4 separate regions of the Mus musculus genome follow, and regions 2, 3 and 4 are each linked to region 1. Evidence: chromatin contacts called from public Hi-C and HiChIP or PLAC-seq data. All regions are on one chromosome and are shown on one strand. Each heading gives the region's core, a stretch centred on a gene start, on an enhancer-like site or on the middle of the called end of the contact. The rest is flanking DNA. Distances are from core to core; before and after follow the strand shown. Region 1 overlaps Parp8 (poly (ADP-ribose) polymerase family, member 8). Region 2 has its middle 27 kb from the start of Emb. Region 3 has its middle 23 kb from the start of Gm6416. Region 4 has its middle 50 kb from the start of Gm6416.

Region 1 (4,913 bases), core at 689-3,188:
TCACTTTACCCCTTAGCCCAGGCTAGCCCTGAACTCTTGCTCTTCCTAGCTTAGCCTCCTTTATACTGGCATGTGGATTTCACAAGCCCTTATTATTCACATCTCTGAGGTAAGAAAATAAAAGTAGGAATTTCCCCAACCACATTTCACCCCCAGCATCTACATGATTCATCTTATGAGAGCTCACATGTTTTCCCAGGTTTCTTGACTTGTTCCCTTCCTCTTCAGATTGGGAAACTGTAGGGGAGTTTCGAGGCCAGTTTTCTTGGGAGAAACTGAAAGTATGATTTTAAGAGGTTCGGTCATTACTTCTTAATAATTGCTTTTCATTCCCAATTAATTGAAAATTATCTTCAAGCAAATTGAAGGGTAAGGGTATAAGGTAACATTAATTATAAAGTCAACATATCCTTATAGGATGGGAAAGCTCATCCCGGTTGAGCCAATGAAATTCACAATGTTGAACAAGAAGCAAAAACCATCATGAGGAGTTTGTGACTCAAGTGATCAGCAAAAATCAGATGTTTCAAAAGGTTTCACAGTAGCATGTAAAAGCTGTGTCCACAGAACTTAGAAATAGCTTGAAAGAAGTTATATAGGCTCTTTCAGCTATACTTTGGAAAACAGTACCCAAGCAGCAGCAATATCTAAAGGGATCTCCACAACTAGATGTCCCGCACCAGTTAATTCTGTTCCGTGTTGTCCTCCTTTCCTTGGCTCTGAGATCAACAGTGTATTTTCTGCTTCTTACGAAGAGAAGCCTACATGCCAGTGTCCCACTGAGATGCACGTCCAGACTGTTGTCAGAGTCAGAGTATTGTCAGAACTTGCCTCTCCCTTCCTAGAACCACACAGCTTCCTGTCTTGGTTGTTTATGGATTTGAGGCATTGCATAGTCACTTGCTTAAGAATAAATTGTATTCATTAATTGAATGCTCATCAATTAACTTCATGATCAAAATATGTCAGTGTAATTGTACCTTTCGATTTAGTCTTGTGAGAATAAAACATTGTTTCCAAAGCTTAGTGAACAGTAAAAGCATACTTGATTTTAGTAAGATACCCTCCCCGCCTACCTACTGATAACTGATCTAGAGACTGAGAGCTGCAGCTCGCCCCGTCGGGTTGATGTCTTAACCTGATATCAAAGACTGCATTCCAGAAGGAAGCAAGAGTAGTGTTGAGGAGTCTGTGGCTATCTAATACCAGCTCAACACACACAGGTCTGGAAGACTGACTCAGAGAGACAGACATTTGTGGTCCTGCATTTTTTTTCCTTGTAATCTATCTACTTACACTTTTTTTGAAGTTCTTCTGTAAAAGTTCGGAATTGTATCACTTGAAACTCTAAATTGAGGCCCTTGGTATTACGAAGATCATATGCCCCAGTACAGGGGAATGCCAAGGCCAGGAATCAGGAGTGGGTGGCTTGGGGAGCAGGGTAGGCGGGGAGGGTATAGGGGGATTTGGGGATAGCATTTGAAATGTAAATGAAGAAAATATCTAATAAAATGCCTTAAACATTAAAGTACAAAATGATTAGAAGAAAAATTAACTCGTTACTATATTCTACATGTCAGATTCAGTAGGCATTAGGCATAGCATGAAAATATAGTTAGTATTCAATGCAAATTAGGATACTAAAAATTAGACATATTTAAAAAAATATGTCTGTAAAATTCAGATGGTTTCAGTTTGGCAAACAAAAATATTTCCTGCTAGCTTAACACAATGAAAAGAAAGTCATGGTTCATGAGTTAAACATTTAGAATGAAAGTTGATGAGGGATCTTTCTCTGTCTGTGAACTTTTCTACAGTCTCTGTCCCCCCCCCCCCCCACACACACAACAGCCCCCGTGTGCACTCATGCATGTAGCCAATGTATCCATGGATTAGCTTGCTTGTGGGTGTCCTAAGGCTCTAGCAGATACAGAACTTCCTCATTCCCATGCAGGACGAATGAGTGAGTTATTTCTTGCATAATCATTTTCTAAAAGTCCAAGCTGTGCTCTGGACTAGCCACCCTGAAGCACGGAACAAAAGCCTTTGGGAACCCTGTTAGCAAAGAGGTGTAATATGCTTTTGTTTTATGTTTTGAATTTAAAGCGTGTGTGTGTGTGTGTGTGTGTGTGTGTGTACAGAGGACACTTTGTATGTTGGTCTCTCCTGTCTTTACATAGGTTCAAGAGATAGAACGTAAGTTGTCAGGCTTGAACAGAAAGCAGTTTTATCTGCCATCTTACTTTGTTGTTCTTGTTTGGGGTGGTGGTTTGTCCATTTGTTTGAGAAAGAGAATTATATAGCCCTGACTGGCTTCAAGCCACCATGCAATACAGCATGACTTTGAACTTGTGACCCTTCTTTCCATACCTCCCGAGTGTGCTACCACATCTAGGTATAGCACGTGCTGAGGATCAAACCCGGGTGCTTTTTCTTCGGCGGCATTGTCAGCTCTTGGGATCTGTTGCTGATTGGCTTGTTCAGTGAGCTTTCCTCTCCTACCTCATGAGGGGAATTTTTTTTCATACAATCTTTAAAGAGAAGCTGGGGAGGGAAAGCAGTGGAGAGATTTTGAGGAGACCTGGTGTTATCTGTGCCTATGGAATTTTGTTTCTTTTCGGTCTTTAATGTGAGGCAGGGCAGGGAGTGGAGAAGTCATTTTCACTGATGGAGTCTCATCACACAAGCAGCCTTCCTCTGCATATCATCCTCCGTGTAACCTGCAGACAGCACTCAGCAGGAGATGGTATCTCCTAACCAAATAAGCAGCAGGCAGTCTAACTCACTTATATAGAGCACAGTTCAAGCTCAATACAAGCTTAATACAGGCCATCCTTTGTCTTTATGTGTGGTGTGGTCTTCAAGTTTTGAATGATTGTTATTATTTGTAAAGTCATTTTGAATGTGTTTATTTATCATTGAAAGACAAAAGGATTTGTAGGTTATAAATAAACACTAATCGCACAAATATAGTATTCTCCATGGTAAGTGAGTGACATTCTTCTACTTAAATATACTGTAGACTTTTGCATGGAACTAAATCATTGTAAAAATACTAAAGACAGAAACTCGGCTGTTTAAAGACAAAACGACAATGTGCATCACTATTAATTACCAAGAAGAATGTAGGGGCTTCTGCATTCATAGACCTATGGGAGAAGCAGGTGGGCGTGAGTCTTGCAAATGGGTGTGTAATTTCCAACGGTGGCTGCTCTGGCTGAGATCCACAAGCCTGGGGAGAGATAAGAAAGCATTTGTGAAAACGTCACATTTGAGCCAAGATCTCAGAGGCAAAAGTAATGTCAAGGAGGCAAAACACAGAGAAAATTCCAGACAGGGACATGGCATGCTCAAGAACTGGGTCTAGCCTAGGAAGAAACCAACCAACAAAACCCCAAACCCACACAACCCAACTCAGCTCAGCAGCAGAACTCTTGCCTGGAAAGTGTGACTGGCAATCTGAGACCTGCATTTGATTACTGGAACCCATATAAAGTTGGAAAGAGAGAACTGACTTCCCACAGTTGATCCTTGGCTTGCATTGCATTGCCTTGGGAAGCCTCACACACTCATTATATACACTCAGTAATAATAAATAAAAAGTTAAGACCACTTGAAAAGATCGGGCCTTTTATGTTTGCTTATCTTTTTATGTACATAAATATTTCATCTGCACATGTGTGTGTCTATGGCATGCACGTCTGGAGCCTGTAGAGGACGAAGAAATCATTGGATCTTCCAGAACTAGAATCACAGAATATTATGGGCTGGGATCCAAATCTGGGTCAACTGCAAGAGCAGTACTTGCTGTTAACTGCTAAGCCATCTTTCCAGCACTGGCTCTCTTTGGTTTGTTTTGTTCCGGCTGGGTTATCCAGAGAATTCAGAGCAGTGATGTGAGACGAGGGCGAGACTGGTAGGCAGCATGCTGTAGGGCCTGCAGTTTTGATACTCTATACGACGTGAACTTGCCACAGACTCACTTTATGTGCTTGTAATTCTTTGAGGGATTTGCTCATAAGGTATAATGCTACCCCTGATGTTTATCTCTCTTGGGCGTTGATAGTATTTCCCCCGATTTTTTTTCCTGCCATGCAATAGCTTGACTTCAGGGATAGAATTATTCTCTTCTGTTCAGTCCTTAACCCTCGGTATGTTGTGTATGCAGCAGCTTTAGTGCTTTTATGACCACTTGGAGGTTCAGATATAAAACACTGAAAGGCCTGTAAATCTGAGTGAATGTTCATCACTTGAATATTAAATTTGTTTTGGTTGCACACTGTACAACAGAGAAAAGCCTAGAGATTACTTTTTGAGGGCAAAATATAGAAATAATCATATAACTAGTTTATTATAAATGTTAAGTTTGGGTGATGGCCTATTCTATCTAGTGTTTGCATCTTGTGTGAACAGTACTGATTCTCCCTTTTATTTTGGTATGGGAATTGAACCTAGAGCCTTCAGCACCCAGGGCACCCAGGGCAGACACTCTACTTCATAAGTGTACTTCAGCACTGGAATATCTTTGTCTGTCTGTCTGTCTGTCTGTCTGTCTGTCTGTTGACAAGGTCTCAAACCCTGGCTGTTCTGTATCTCACAGGCCACCAGGCTGGCCTCAAACTCACAGAGACACGCCATCCTCTGCCTCCTGAGGGCGGGATTAAAGGAGTGTGCTTCTATACCTGGCTGGCATTTATCTCTTGATGAATTCGCATCTGCTTCTTTTTCATCTCCATTCACATATTCTGTTGACTCTTGTATGTGACTGCAGATGTGATAAAGGAAAGAATGAGACTCCACTCCTCAAAGCAATGAGGTTAATTATAGTAGCATCCACCCTCTTAGGTGCTTTCAAATTCAGCCCCGCCCAGAGGACGATCTCTTAAAAGCCTAAGTGTTGACCTGTGGTCCAG
Region 2 (4,913 bases), core at 821-3,320, 240 kb before region 1:
GCTTCATAGAGACGCTGTAGGCTGAGTACTGAGAATTCTCCAATCAGAGCTGTTGCCTTAATTCTCAGTGTGGACTTGTACAGCATTTCAATGTGTTCTAAGGTTACAAAATGATTAAAATAAAGGTTTTATACAACTAAAGGTTTCTGTTTTTCAGGTTTATTATTAGTATCATTAGCATTTGTGCCCACAGAGGTTCCCCCAGATGCCAGAAGAGGACATCGGATTCTTTGAATCTTGAGTTACCGGGGATTGTTCTGCCCCAAACGTGGTTGATGGGAACCAAACTCATGCCTAACAGCTGAAACATCTCTCCAACCACCACTAAATAATCCTGAATAAGAATGAAACAGCTAAACTGAGCGGAGGTGTTGCACGCCTTTAATCCCAGCACTCGGGAGACTGAGGCAGGTGAATCTCTGAGTTTGAGGGCAGCTTGGTCTATAGAATGAGTTCCAGGATGGCCAGGGATACATAGAAAAACCCTCTCTCCATAAACAAACAAACAAACAGATAAATATAATAAAACAACTAAAGATTAGCAAATACCAGAGAGAGAGAATCTCAAATGAAAAGAGAAAACAGAGCAAACAAGCAAACAGAACCCTCACTGGTTATATGTAAAGAAACCTAAAGTCCTTACTCTGATCTAAAGCCCCCCTCGCCATGTGGCTGCTTCCTGCTGTGGGCTGACCTCTGTGCCTAACTCAATGACATGGCTCTCCTAGTTAAACTCCTTCCCATTTTTTTTTTTCTCTAAAAACAAGAAAAAGAAAAAAAGAAAAATGAGGTTAAGAAGCTCTCCGAAGAGAGAAAAAGATGAGAAAGCATCGGTGGCTGAGAACCCCACATCCAAAGAGCAGAAGTCCGAGGGAGTCAGAGAAAGCTCAAGGAGAAAGGAAGTCAGGGAGGAAATGTCAGCATTAACTAAAGGTAAGAAAATGTAGGCAGACATATTCCTGGTTCCAACCAGGTGGAGAGAGACAGGTGTACACTGATATCCTGTGAAACTGTAAGAATATAGACGCCAGAAGGAGGGGAGGAGGGAAGGGAGAGAGGAGGGGAGGGAGAGAGGAAGGGAGGGAGGGAAAGAGAAGGCAAGAGATGAAGGGAGGAAGGGAAGGAAGGAAGGAAGGGAGGGAGGGAGGGAGGGAAGGAGGGAGGGAGGGAGGGAGGAAGGAAGGAAGGAAGGAAGGAAGGAAGGAAGGAAGGAAGGAAGGAAGGAAAGAAGGAAGGAAAGATAGTGACATCATAAGAAATTTAAAATGGCTGCAACTTTGTTTGCTTTTTCTCAGACAAGGACTCTCTACTTAGTCCTGGCTGTGCTGGAACTTGGCATGTAGACCAGGCTAGCCTTGAGGTTATACAGATCTACCTGCCTCTGCCTCCCAGATGCTGGTATTAAAGGTGTGTCCCACTACGCTTGGCTCCTTATTTGCTTTTTGAGACACTCTTAACTCTGTAGACCAGACGAGGATAGATCTCACTATGTAACCCAGGCTGGCCTTGAGGTCACAACAATCCTCCTGCCTCTAGCTATTGTATGTTAAGTCAGGTATGACCAGCACCTCCCAAGTTTCTAAACAGAAAAAAAAAAACAAACAAACAAAACAAAAAAACAAACAAACAAAAAAACCTGGCTCCAACATTCTGAAAGAAAAAAATATTTCCTCCCTTGGCCCTACTGAAATGTCTATTAATATGAAGACCAAATAAAAACATATTAAATCAAGAACTATCTAAAAAACTGTATATTTCAAGAATCTTTTCCCTGAGGATCTACTGGAGAATGTCTTCCACAAAATCAAAGTAAATCAAATTAAGTGGAATGCCGTGGGGGCGGGAATTGTCAAGATGATGAAGGAGGACATTCCAGGGAGTCAGGTTCCCCCCATCAGGCTGCAGGTGGGAGACTCCGTCTCTCATGGCTGTGCCTTTACCCTGTCTCATCCACCTGACCTGCTGATTCACTGAGGCAAAAGAGGCTTTAAATTGAGTAAGAGGAAGTTGGAGGCCGTGAGCAGGAGATCCAAACCACAGGAAAGGCAAAGTGAATTCAACAACTTATGACAAAAAAAGAGAAGCCCTTGATTGACAGTTGTGTGTTAGGTTAGATTACAAAGGGCCCTGACAGGAGAGGTGACACCTCCAGAAGACTGGAAGAGAGAAGACCATTAGGGAAGGGGGAGGAAGAAGAGGAGAATAGCGACAGATGCTTGCACATGAGAGTGTGTGCACACACACGCACATACATGCACGCACACAGCTGCACACACAGGTGCACACATGCATGCACACACATACACACATGTGTACATGCAGAACAGCAAGAGAAAGGTATGACATATGATGATTTTATGTGTACACTAGAAATCTCAGCTGTGAAAGCACACACACACACACACACACACACACACACACACACAGACCCAGTACCATCCAGACTGAGAACCCAGTTAACAAGGAACAAGATCAAGTCAGATAAGATTTGAAATGCAAGGAAACAACTCAACATGAAGAAACTTGTTCACGTCATTTGATATTTTATATTACCGAACCGCCTTTTCACTTTTTACATCTATGCTGAAAACGCATTTGATGTAAAGGGAGCATTCTCTCCTTTCTCCTGCAGAACTGGGCACACAACCTGGATCAAGGTGCATGCCAGGCAAGGGCCATACAGTGAGCTTTACTCTGATTTCAATCCATCTTTTACTAAAGCTACCACACCACCAAATGACCCTTGGTAGGCTAGAAGTAAATAGAACCCCCATTTATACATATATGGGGATACAATGAGAAATAGCATATTTACCAATATACTATTGTAGGAATTTCTGTTACTGCACGGAGCATGTACAGCATACCGTTTCTGTTGCTGCCCTCGTCAGTGTGTTTTGATGAGTGCGGAATATTCTGGTCTGTCGTCTGCTCACCGTGTAAACTCTGGTGCTTAATTTGCACGTTTCTCATTAGTTGAAAAATCCAGGCAGTCATATAAGCCTGTGTATGACATAGGCCTAGCCATTCAGACAGGCTGAAGGAAAACCAAGGCAGGAATTAACCCAGGGAGGATAGACCAGGAGCCACTCTGGCCTCCTGGGATCCAGTGCTAGCAGCATTTCTCAGCTTTCCTAATTCCGTGACCTTTAATACAGTTCCCATGTTGTGGAGCCCCCCTCCCCCATAAAATTGTTTCATTGCTACTTCATCGCTGTAATTCTGCTACTATAAATATCTGATATGCAGGATATCTGATACATGAACCACATGGGGGTCATGACCCACAGGTTGAGAACCACTGGGTTCACAGGCCCCACTGTTGGTGTTGTCCTTAGCTAGTGCTGAGGCTGCCAGGCTGCCATCCAGTAGTGACAGCGGTAACAGGGTGGCCGGATGAGTTTCTTTCCCATCTGACTCCAGCTGCTCAGTCTACGTGACTGTAAAATGTGCTTTCCTAGTCTTCTCTTTAACTAAATTTTATTTATTTTTTTTTCAAAATTACCCAGCCTGATTTACTCTGTTTTCTCTTTTGTTTTATTTTAATTAAGTGCAATGATGCTGCAAGTTCTAATAAGACATTAATGTGATAAATAAACGTTTGAAGAGGAAGGGAAAAATCAGTATTAGTTGCTATTTATAGGATTCTCTCTATAGAACATCCTGCAGTTATAATTTTTAAAACATCCATTAGAATGGATGGAGCAGTTTAATTAAATATCCAGTTATAAGATAATGTAGATGTTGATACTTCTGTTTAAACTAGTAAATATTAACCCGTTTTTTAAAGAAAAGACTTTAACAGAGCTGATGAGATGGTTTCAAGGGCAAAGGGGACTGTTCATTTCACAGAGGCTTGGGAGGCAAATAGAAAAAAAGATAGGAAGCAGTGTTGGGCATAGTATCCTTCTCTGTGCAAGCCTTTGCTAAGCCAGCTTCCTTTCACTGGCGCCCAGCTCCTAAGGCCTACCACCTTTCAAAGCCGCTATAGGATAGAGAGCAATCCAGCAGCACATGTCCATTTTATCTAAGATCCAAACCATAACATAGGTCCCTTGTTCAGAAATCACAGGGAACTCCGCAGGAAATAACTCAGTTTCAAGTTTTTACCATTAACTTGTAGTCTTTCATTGGGTTTACAGTACCTTTTTTATTTGCTACTTGTCTTAGGGTTTCTATTCCTGCACAAACATCATCACCAAGAAACAAGTTGGGGAGGAAAGGGTTTATTTGGCTTACACTTCCGTGTTGCTGTTCATCACCAAAGGAAGTCAGGACTGGAACTCAAGCAGGTCAGGAAGCAGGAGCTGATGCAGAGGCCGTGGAGGGATGTTCCTTACTGGCTTGCTTCCCTGGCTTGCTCAGCCTGCTCTCTTATAGAACCCAAGACTACCAGCCCAGAGATGGTGCCACCCACAAGGGGCCCTCCCTCCTTGATCACTAATTGAGAAAATGCCCCACAGCTGGATCTTATGGAGCACTTCCCCAACTGAAGCTCCTTTCTCTGTGATAACTCCAGCTGTGTCAAGTTGACACACAAAACCAGCCAGTGCACTACTACTATTCTAAGGATGAAAAAAAAAAAGTCATTGGAAAGAATTTTGCTCAAAATAGTATGCAGTGCTAATACTAGAGAATTTAACTTACAGAAGTACTGAAATTAACGTATGTTTCTCTCTCTCTCTCTCTCTCTCTCTCTCTCTCTCTCTCTCTCTCTCTCTCTCTCTCTCTGTGTGTGTGTGTGTGTGTGTGTGTGTGTGTGTGTGTGTGTGCACGAGTGCTTTGAGACAAGCTATTGTGGCGTAGCCCAGGCTGGTCTGGAATTCACTATATGAATCAGGCTGGCCTCAAACTCATGATTCTGCTGTGTCCGCCTCCTAAGTCCTGGAATTATAAATACATACACCTGGCTT
Region 3 (4,913 bases), core at 1,755-4,254, 200 kb before region 1:
AAGAACATACACCCTTAGGAAAAGAAATTGCGAGAGCAAATAAAATAAACTATAGATTAAGATACGGTGGCCCACGCTTGTTATCTCAAGGCCGAGGATGATGAGACAGGGGAATCATGAGTTCCAAGCCATCCTGGGGCGCTAAGAGAAAACTTACCCCAGGAGAAAAACTGAACAAAGGCAAGACAAAATGTGGTTCTTATAGATTCTTAACTTTGTAATATTTATTTTATTTTATATTTGTGTGGAGGTCAAAGGGAAACTTTCCAAATCTGAGTCCCACCTTCCACCTCGTTGGAACAGGTACTTTCTTGTTCTCCAGCTGAACGGTTGATTCCAGCATCACTAGTTGGGAAACATTTGGTTGCTTCACTTTCTCCACTCTGCCTCTCATCTCACTGTCAGAGGGCTAGGATTGCAGATGCCAAAGTCCTATGTAGGTTCCAGGCATCAGACTGTCACAATCAGTGCTCTTTCCCACTGAGCCTTCACCCCCAGCCCCATTCTTATACATTTAAAAACTTAAGTCCGGTAATTTAGGAGACTTGTAGTCATCATAAATGTAAGAGAATGCTAAGTTTTTACTGGTTAACTCTCTGTTTTGTTTCTCTTTGCCCTTAAAAGAAAATAAACATAAAAAAATCAGGCAGTGATGGTACACAACTTTAATCCCAGTACTCTGGAGGCAGAAGCAGGTGGATCTCTGTGAGTTCAAGGACACACTGGTCTACAGAGCAAGTTCCAGGACGTACAGAGCTGAACAGAAGCAAGCAAGCAAACAAAAACCTCATTTATTCCAACTCTATTAGAGCTGGAAGAAATAAAATAGTCATTCATGTTCTCTGTACAGTTTAAAGAAATAGAGAAAATGCAAAATAGATAGAATGTTGCTTCTATTCTTCAAGAATTTAAAATATGCTTTAAAATAACCAGAAAGTTTCAGGGCCTGTGAGATGGGTCAGTAGATAAAGGCATTTGACCCTAAGTTGGGAGATACGAGGAACTAAATGGTGCATAGAGGGAACTGACTTTCTCAAATTGTGCTCTGACTTCCACATGTGCATGGTGGCATGTGAATACCCCATACACATAAACTCACAGAGCACATGTATTCATGTGTGTGCCCACACATACAAGGACACAGACGCACGCGAGTGCGCGTGCACACACACACACACACACACAAATGTAATAATGAAAGTGAGCATTTAAGCCAGGCAGTGGTGGTGCACCCCTTTGATCCCAGCACTTGGGAGGCAGAGGCAGGCAGATTTCTGAGTTTGAGGCCAGCCTGGTCTACAGAGTGAGTTCCAGGACAGCCAGGGCTACACAGAGAAACCCTGTTTTGAAAAAACAAACAAACAAACAAACAAAAAACAAAACAAAACAAAAAATGAGCATTTAATAGGATGCAAATTCCGCTCAGGAAGCTGAAAGTTTGCCTCACACATACAAGGCTCTGGGCTTAATCCAGCACCATAAAGAATGGGAGCAGAAAGGAGAGATTGGAGGAGGAGGGGAGAAAGGGAGAGAGGAGGAAAGGAGGACAGGGGCTGTTACTTTATGTGAATAAGAAAGTACAAGTTGATACTTCTGTATTGGTGATCTGAGAGCAAAGGTAACCTAGAGACAAACCTTCATGAGCCATGTATGGGCATTACGGTGGTTTGAATAGGTATGGCCCATGGAAAGTGTCTCTATTAGGAGGCATGTCCTTGTTGAAACAGGTGTGGCCTTGTTTTTTTGTTTGTTTGTTTGTTTGTTTGTTTTTGTTTTTTTTGTGTGTGTCCAGAAAGTCAAAATTCTTGGTTTTATTATGTACAATTCATGCACATGTCTGCACAAAGGTATGTTCTGACAAACAAAAGTTACAGTTTTATCACACAGAGACAGGTCTCAAAGACTTAGTACAGAATATATTCCATTCAGAAGTGAATTAAACCTAGAAACCTAAAGTGAGTTACAAAAAGCAGGGGATTTAAATATTGCATTTCTTATGCAAAGGTTTGAGCACCTCCAGTACATTTCTTTCTTTCTTTTTTTTTAATTAGGTATTTTCCTCGTTTACATTTTCAATGCTATCCCAAAGGTCCCCCATACTCAACCCCCCAACTCCCTACCCACCCACTTCCCCTTTTTGGTCCTGGCTTTCCCCTGTACTGGGGCATATACAGTTTGCAAGTCCAGTGGGCCTCTCTTTCCAGTGATGGCCAACTAGGCCATCTTTTGATACATATGCAGCTAGAGTCAAGAGCTCCCGGGTACTGGTTAGTTCATATTGTTGTTCCATCTATAGGGTTGCAGTTCCCTTTAGCTCCTTGGGTACTTTCTCTAGCTCCTCCATTAGGGGCCGTGTGACCCATCCAATAGCTGACTGTGATCATCCACTTCTGTGTTTGCTAGGCCCCAGGTGTGGCCTTGTTGGAGGAAGTGTGTCACTGTGGGTTGGGCTTTCAAGTACCCTCCTATGCTCAGGCTCCACCCAGTGCAGATGATAGACTCCTCTGGGCTGCCTTTGGATCAAAAGGTAGAATTCTAGGCTCCTTCAGCACCATGTCTGCCTGGACACTGCCAAGCTTCCTGCCATGATGAACCTCTGAAACTGTAAGCCAACTTCAATGAAATGTTTTATGTATAGGAGTGACCTTGGTCAAGGTATCTCTTCATAGCAATAAAACCCTAACTAAGACAGGCAGAAAGGAAATGGCTCAGTGTCTGGAATAGGCTTGAAATGCTATGGGGAAAGAATAAAACTAACTGAGTGAGTGGGAGAAATAGCTCAAGCATTGGGAGCACAATAGGGTCCAGAAGCCAGGCTCTTTAAATTGGTGGTTCTCAGTCTGTGGGACCTGACTTCTTTAGGGGGTCAATCAACCCTAACACAGGGGCCACCTAAGACCATAGGAAACCGGGTATTTACATCGTGATTCATAACAGCAGCAGAGTTACAAGTGGGAAGTAGCAACAAAAATAATTTTATGCTTGGGTGTCACCACCACATGAGGAACTGCATCCAAGGGCCACAGCAGCAAGAGGGAGACTGAGAATCACTGCTTTAAATGATTAATACGGATTCTTTAGTGAACCAGTGTGTGAGCATAGCACGAGACTTCTGCAAAATCAATAGGCTTGGGAAGGGAGCTGGCTCACCCGGACAGCACACCTTCACATGCGGACAGCACACCTTCACATGCTTTCGGGCAGAACAAAGGATTTAAGAGACAGTGTTGGGAAGAGAGAAGGAAGGTGCATTTCACCATCTAGTGAAAGGTAAGTAACAAAGTCAAAATACTTTGTTACAAAAGTTTAGGTCAGCCAAAGGGAACAAAGAAAAAGTAATGCCAGCAGCCAGCAGCCAGCAGCCAGCAGCCAGCAGCCAGCAGCCAGCAGCCAGCAGCCAGCAGCCAGCAGCCAGCAGCCAGCAGCCAGCAGCCAGCAGCCAGCAGCCAGCAGCCAGCAGCCAGCAGCCAGCAGCCAGCAGCCAGCAGCCAGCAGCAAACCTACACATCGATCTTCCATCCTTGTTCTGTGCCTAACCTGGCCACACATGGAGATGAATAGACCACATTTGTAATTTGTTTGGACCTTTTCCCTATATATTATATCCATATATATATATTCTGAAGCACTTAAGCTTACATATTTGAGTATATATTTAAGTGGGTTTTGTTGCTGTTGTTGTTTTGTTTTGTTTTGTTTTGTTTTGTTTTGTTTTGTTTTGTTTTGTTTTGTTTGAGACAGGGTTTCTCCATATGGCCCTGGCTGTCTTGGGCTCACTCTGTAGACCAGGCTGGCCTTGAACTCAGAAATTCACCTGCCTCTGCCTCCCAAGTGCTGGGATTAAAGGAGTGTGCCACCACCCCTGGCTAACTGTTTTTTTTTTTTTGTTTTTTTTTTTTTTTTTTTTTTTGTGTGTGTGTGTTAATTATTATTATTCTTTTGTGGTGGTGGGCAGGGTGAGTCACACATCAAAGTGTGAAAGCTACCCTCTTCTTTTGGCAAGCTAAATTTAAAACAGCAAAGGAGGTAGCTGCACTTATGGAACTGGCATCACCTCATATATATATATATATATATATATATATATATATATATATATATTTTTTTTTTTTTAAATTAGGTATTTTCTTCATTTACATTTCCAGTGCTATCCCAAAAGTCCCTCATACCCTCCCCCACCTATTCCCCTACCAACACACTCCCACTTCTTGGGCCTGTTGTTCCCCTACACTGAGGCATATAAAGTTTGCACGACCAATGGGCCTTTCCACTGATGGACAACTAGGCCATCTTCTGATACATATGCAGCTAGAGACACGAGCTCCGGGGGGTACTGGTTAGTTCATATTGTTGTTCCACCTATAGGGTTGCAGATCCCTTTAGCTCCTTGGGTACTTTCTCTAGCTCCTGCATTAGGGGCCCTGTGATCCATCCAATAGTTAACTGTGAGCATCCACTTCTGTGTTTGCTAGGCCCCAGATTAGTCTCACAAGAGACAGCTATATCTGGGTCCTTTCAGCAAAATCTTGCTAGTGTATGCAATGGTGTCAGCATTTGGAGGCTGATGATGGGATGGATCCCCAGATATGGCAGTCTCTAGATGGTCTGTCCTTTCGTCTCAGCTCCAAACTTTGTCTCTGTAACTCGATCCATGGGTGTTTTGTTCCCAATTCTAAGAAGGGGCAAAGTATCCACACTTTGGTCTTCGTTCTTCTTGAGTTTCATGAGTTTTGCAAATAGTGTCTTATACCTTGGGTATTCTAAGTATCTGGGCTAATATCCACATATCAGTGAGTACATATCATTTGAGTTCTTTTGTGATTGGGTTACCTCACTCAGGATAATGCCCTCCAGGTCCATCCATTTACCTAGGAATTTCATACATTTATTCTTTTTAATAGCTGAGTAGTACT
Region 4 (4,913 bases), core at 1,212-3,711, 130 kb before region 1:
CCAGGCTGACCTTGAACTTATAGATTCACCTCCCTCTGCCTCCCAAGTGCTCAGATTAAAGGTGTGTGCTACTACACCTTTAGTGTATTTTTAACATATATTGTTAATGTCTAGTAAGTGATTTTTTTGTTGTTGTTGTCTAACAGTCACCCAAGAGATTAAAAAAGATTGCACCAAGCCTCTCTATAGTTTTATTCAGGTTGAGTATTTTTTCAAATTTTATTAGATATTTTCTTCATTTACATTTTAAATGTTATCCCAAAAGTCCCCTATACCCTCCCCCGGCCCTGCTCCCCTACCCACCCACTCCCCCTTCTTGGCCCTGGTGTTCCCCTGTACTGGGGTATATAAAGTTTGCAAGACCAAGGAACCTCTCTTCCCAATGGTGGCCTACTAGGCAATCTTCTGCTACATATGCAGCTAGATATGCAGCTAGAGACACGAGCTCTGGGGGTACTGGGTAGTTCATATTGTTGTTCCACCTATAGGGTTGTAGACCCCTTCATCTCCTTGGGTACTTTCTCTAGCTCCTCCATTGGGGGCCCTGTGTTCCATCCAATAGATGACTGTGAACATCCACTTCTGTATTTGCCAGGCACTGTCCTAGCCTCAGAAGAGATAGCTATATCAGGGTCCCTTCAGCAAAATCTTGCTGGCATATGCAATAGTGTCTGCGTTTGGTGGCTGATTATGGGATGGATCCCTGGGTGGGGCAGTCTCTAGATGGTCCATCCTTTCGTCTAAGCTCCAAACTTTGTCTCTGTAACTCCTTCCATGGGTATTTTGTTCCCTGTTCTAAGAAGGAACGAAGTATCCATGCATTGGTCTTCCTTTTTGATTTTCTTGTGTTTTGCAAATTGTATCTTGGGTATTCTAAGTTTCTGGGCTAATATCCACTTATCAGTGAGTGCATATCAAATGAGTTCTTTTGTGATTGGGTTACCTCACTCAGGATGATATCCTCCAGATACATCCATTTGCCTAAGAATTTCATAAATTCATTGTTTTTAATAGCTGAGTAGTATTCCTCTGTGTAAATGTAACACATTTTATGTATCTATTCTTCTGTTGAGGGACATCTGACTTCTTTCCAGCTTCTGGCTATTATAAATAAGTCATTAATATTCTCCTAGCCAAAAAAAAAAAAAGGACCAGGACCAGAGGGGTTTAGTGCAGAGTTCTATCAGATCTTCAAAGACCTAATTCCAACACTCCTCAAACTATTCCACAACATAGAAACAGAAGGTACTCTACCTAATTCATTCTATGAAGCCATAATTACTCTGATATCTAAACCACACAAAGATCAAACAAAGAAAGAGAACTTCAGACCAATTTTCCTTATGAATACCGTGTTGAGTTTTGAGTGTTAAATCTCGCAAAGGAAATATCAAACAAACTCTGTGTCAGAGGTATGGGCTGTAGGTGTGAAGCATCTATGTACCTCCAGGTGTGATTTTTACCTCTCTCTGTCCCAGTGGTGTTAAGTTCCTTTCTGAGAAAGGACATTTTCCTCAGGGACAGGAATCTGGAACCAAGCCTTCACTCATGTATTTGAATCCTTGGTCACCAGCTGATGGCACTGTTTGGGAAGGTTAGACCTTTAGGAGGTACAGCCTTGCTCGAAAAGTGTGTTACTGGAGGTAGCTTTATGGTTGTAGAGCCTGGCTTCTCTTCCAGTCTCTCCCTTTGTTTTGTTTTGTTTTGTTTTTTGATTGTTGTTATTTGTTTGTTTGTGTTTGTTTTTTGTTTTGTTTTGTTTTTGTGTGTGGAAGAAATGTAATCTCTCTACTTGCAGTCTGCCAGGCAGGGCTTATGGTCCAGCTGCCTTGCCTTCCCTGACTATGGGTTCTGTCCTTCTTTAAGTCAAAATAAATTCTTTTCCGTCCTAACTTGCTTTATGTCAGGATAGCTAATCACAGCAACAGAAAAGCAACCCATACAGCTGCTATACCCAATTTTCTCTGGAGCCGGGCTCCATGAATCATCTGGTCCATGAAGCTCATGATCACATAGGAAATTTGAGAGTATTCTGTAAAATGCAGAATTAAGTCAATGCCTCTGTCGCCCTAGACTTCAGGTTGTTAGTAGGCCAGATTCTGCTTCCAGTAAGTTTTAAACAGGAAGAGTTAGCATTTACAGCCAAGACTGGTTGGCTACTCTCCAGGGTTTGAGTTTCTGGGTTTTTCTATCATCAATTAGTTGAAAACTTGCAGGTAAATGTGTTTTTATTTATAATAGCTATTCTGATATGCAGGTTCCTGGAGACAACCAGCAGGTGAAAGTGTATATGACAGTGAACAACAAAATGTGGCCAGACAACTGTGGATACAAGCCAATTATCCCAGGAGCAGAGGAGATCCACAGCCTCTTCCTTTTGTCCCCATGGAGGTAGCAGGCTGTCTGACTGTAACAGCCAATATTCTTCACAATAGAGAAAGGACCAGAAACCCTTTCATTGAGAAGGAAGTTGCTGTGCAGAGATTTCATGTCAGGCTCTGGGTGACTCATCCTCTACTCTGTGTGTAAGAATTATGTTCTATTGAAATTCTCACCGAGACCAGAAAATGATGCTGCTTGCTGCAGGCAGGAAAGCAAGACATTTCTGAAAACTACTTATTACAAAGAATGAATTTTTAATAGGTGGCAAATTACATTTCATAAATATCAGACTAAACTGTCAAAGCCTTAGTATATTCTCCAAACAAATCCCAATCAACACAACAACATTCCTTGTTGCTCTTCAGAATCTAGGAAACAATTTTTTTGACTTTCAAATGTATTATTTTTCTAGCCAAGGGCAGAAAATAATCTCTGTTGTGTCAAATCAGTTTACAACTAGTACTTAGTTGTATGTAGGTTACAAAGGAATTCTCTATATCCATGTTAAATATAATACTACATTCTTTGCACAATTATTTCCAACTAGAATAGGAAGAGCACATTAGAACGGTCAACAATGACACAAAATGCTTGTGTTATTTTAAGCATGATTTACTTCTGATTGGGTGAACTTAACTTTCACGGAAATCTCACTATTATATTACAAAGATGAATTTCAATGCCATAGGGTTTTATTGCTGTGAAGAGAAACCATGACCACCACAACTCTCACAAAGGAAATCATTTAGTTGGTGCTGACTTACACTTTCAGAGGTTTCGTCCATTATCTTCATGGCAAAAAGCATGGCAGCGTGCAGGCAGACATGGTGTACATGGAGCTGAACATTCCACATCTTGATTCACAGGCAGCAAGAAGAGAACTCTTGAGTTTCCAAGACCTCAAAGCCCACCCCCTCAGTGACATACTTCCTCTGGCAAGGCCAAACTTACTTGAACAAGGCCATACCTCCTAACACTACCACTCCTAAGCATTCAAACCCATGAGTCTATGAGGGCCATTCCTATTCAAACCACCTCAGTCTATAATTAGATGCTTATGTATTCATTTCTCTTTCTCTTTCTCTCTCTTTCTCTCTCTCCCTCTCCCTTCCTTCCTTCCTTTCTTCCTTCCTTCCTTCCTTTCTTTCTTTCCTTCCTTTCTTTCCTTCCTTTCTTTCCTTCCTTCCTTCCTTCCTTCCTCTCTCTCTCTTCTTTCTTTCTTTCTTTCTTTCTTTCTTTCTTTCTTTCTTTCTTTCTATATTTTAACATGGTATCTCAGAATGTAGCTCTTACTAACCTAGATGCTTTTATGTAGGGTAAGGTTGTCTTAAACTCAACAGCCTCTTTCCTTCCTCAGTTGCTCAAATTCTAGGTTTATAAATGCAAGCCATAGTGCTAGGCTATGTTTTCATTTTACATACATCTTGAAAGGATTTCTAACAGTACTTGGGAAACTACTATTAATATTCCCCAGATGGCAACAATTTAGTGTGTAAGAAATCAGCTCAGATTTATCCCTGATCTCAGACAAGGCTATACAAAACACAAGAAGCCAAAGTAGATGTTAAATATTAACTATACCTGTAGCTTCATACTCCTCTGTATCTGCCCAAGGTTTCTAAAAACATAACTAGATATTTAGTTAGACACCAAATTGAGATTATCATTGTTCAGATTTCTTTTCTAAGGTGTCAAGCCTAGAGGTTAGGAAACACATTTTTTAAAACTACCAAAATCAGCCATGGTAGTAGACATCTGTAATCTCAGCACTTGGAAGACTGGGGCAGGAGGATTGCCACAAATTCCTAGACAGCCTGGACTACAAAATGAGTTCCAAGCTAGCCTAGGCAAGAGAGGGAAGCTGTCTCAAAAAAGGAGACCAAAACATCTCAAATAACCAACCAGTTTTTATAAATCTGAGCAAATGAATGTTCTTGGAGGAAGCACAAGATCAGCACAGCAGCAAGTGGTAATGACCAGGGTGATCATGGGAAATAGACCAAGGATGGTTGAAAGGGAGGTTTTCTTAAAAGACCTGTGGAGGTACTGAGAAGAACTAAAGAACACTGACAATTGATTCTCTCTTCCATCCTGCCACCCTCTTCCACTGTTACTAACCGAAATTGCTTTCCCTAAACAAAAATTCAGAATTCTGAATAAGTAAAAAACTTCCATCATTGAGAAGTAACTCTTTACTATTTGTGTGGAGCATAGTCTAGTATAAAACCCAAATACCAATGTTAGTCCCCAAACTGCATGGAAACTTTCAAGAGTCCCTTTTCATTTTAACTCAGTAATATCAAGTTAACATATAAATAAATTTGCAAACTCGATGTTCCCATGTTAACTTCTGATTTTCATAGATCGTAACCTGCAATAAATAGAATTACCCACAATTATTCTCTAATTTTGAAAGAATCATATTTTAAAATATAAAATTATATATGCAAACACTCATTAAAGTTAGAGCTCAATCATTTGGAAGACCAAAGTATACACACCTGAGCACACACTTGGTATATGATTGAACA

What was found. A called contact is a pair of places that touch in the nucleus more often than the background predicts. HiChIP or PLAC-seq counts read pairs in DNA pulled down with a chosen protein or histone mark.
Region 2: a contact with region 1 is called in an H3K4me3 HiChIP or PLAC-seq map of bone marrow-derived macrophages, with 3 times the contacts expected there. The contact joins two enhancer-like sites. A contact is called at or near these places in 11 of 484 Hi-C or Micro-C datasets (3T3-L1-derived adipocytes, B cells, CD4 T cells and 7 more) and 3 of 115 datasets of contacts at active chromatin or transcription factors (bone marrow-derived dendritic cells, bone marrow-derived macrophages and regulatory T cells).
Region 3: a Hi-C map of bone marrow-derived macrophages shows a contact between it and region 1, with 21 read pairs. The contact joins two enhancer-like sites. A contact is called at or near these places in 1 of 15 datasets of contacts at CTCF or cohesin (CD8 T cells), 2 of 484 Hi-C or Micro-C datasets (bone marrow-derived macrophages and myeloid progenitors) and 1 of 115 datasets of contacts at active chromatin or transcription factors (bone marrow-derived macrophages).
Region 4: a contact with region 1 is called in an H3K4me3 HiChIP or PLAC-seq map of bone marrow-derived macrophages, with 3 times the contacts expected there. The contact joins two enhancer-like sites. A contact is called at or near these places in 5 of 484 Hi-C or Micro-C datasets (CD4 T cells, CD8 T cells, Th17 cells and 2 more) and 1 of 115 datasets of contacts at active chromatin or transcription factors (bone marrow-derived macrophages).

Annotation. Positions count from the first base shown.
Region 1 is chr13:116,946,771-116,951,683 of GRCm38.p6, reverse strand. The region is part of intron 3 of Parp8 (poly (ADP-ribose) polymerase family, member 8); the gene reads left to right. Among named protein-coding and RNA genes, the nearest start is that of Parp8, 76 kb to the left of the region's middle. Within about 2 kb of position 1,938, at least 44 of the 459 cell types and tissues checked have an H3K27ac peak or open chromatin away from gene starts, as enhancers often do. A contact at or near this core is called in bone marrow-derived macrophages, where this site is marked.
Region 2 is chr13:117,190,773-117,195,685 of GRCm38.p6, reverse strand. No RefSeq gene overlaps it. Among named protein-coding and RNA genes, the nearest start is that of Emb, 27 kb to the left of the region's middle. Within about 2 kb of position 2,070, at least 39 of the 459 cell types and tissues checked have an H3K27ac peak or open chromatin away from gene starts, as enhancers often do. A contact at or near this core is called in bone marrow-derived macrophages, where this site is marked.
Region 3 is chr13:117,150,947-117,155,859 of GRCm38.p6, reverse strand. No RefSeq gene overlaps it. Among named protein-coding and RNA genes, the nearest start is that of Gm6416, 23 kb to the right of the region's middle. Within about 2 kb of position 3,004, at least 7 of the 459 cell types and tissues checked have an H3K27ac peak or open chromatin away from gene starts, as enhancers often do. A contact at or near this core is called in bone marrow-derived macrophages, where this site is marked.
Region 4 is chr13:117,077,084-117,081,996 of GRCm38.p6, reverse strand. It overlaps the pseudogene Gm29767. Among named protein-coding and RNA genes, the nearest start is that of Gm6416, 50 kb to the left of the region's middle. Within about 2 kb of position 2,461, at least 9 of the 459 cell types and tissues checked have an H3K27ac peak or open chromatin away from gene starts, as enhancers often do. A contact at or near this core is called in bone marrow-derived macrophages, where this site is marked.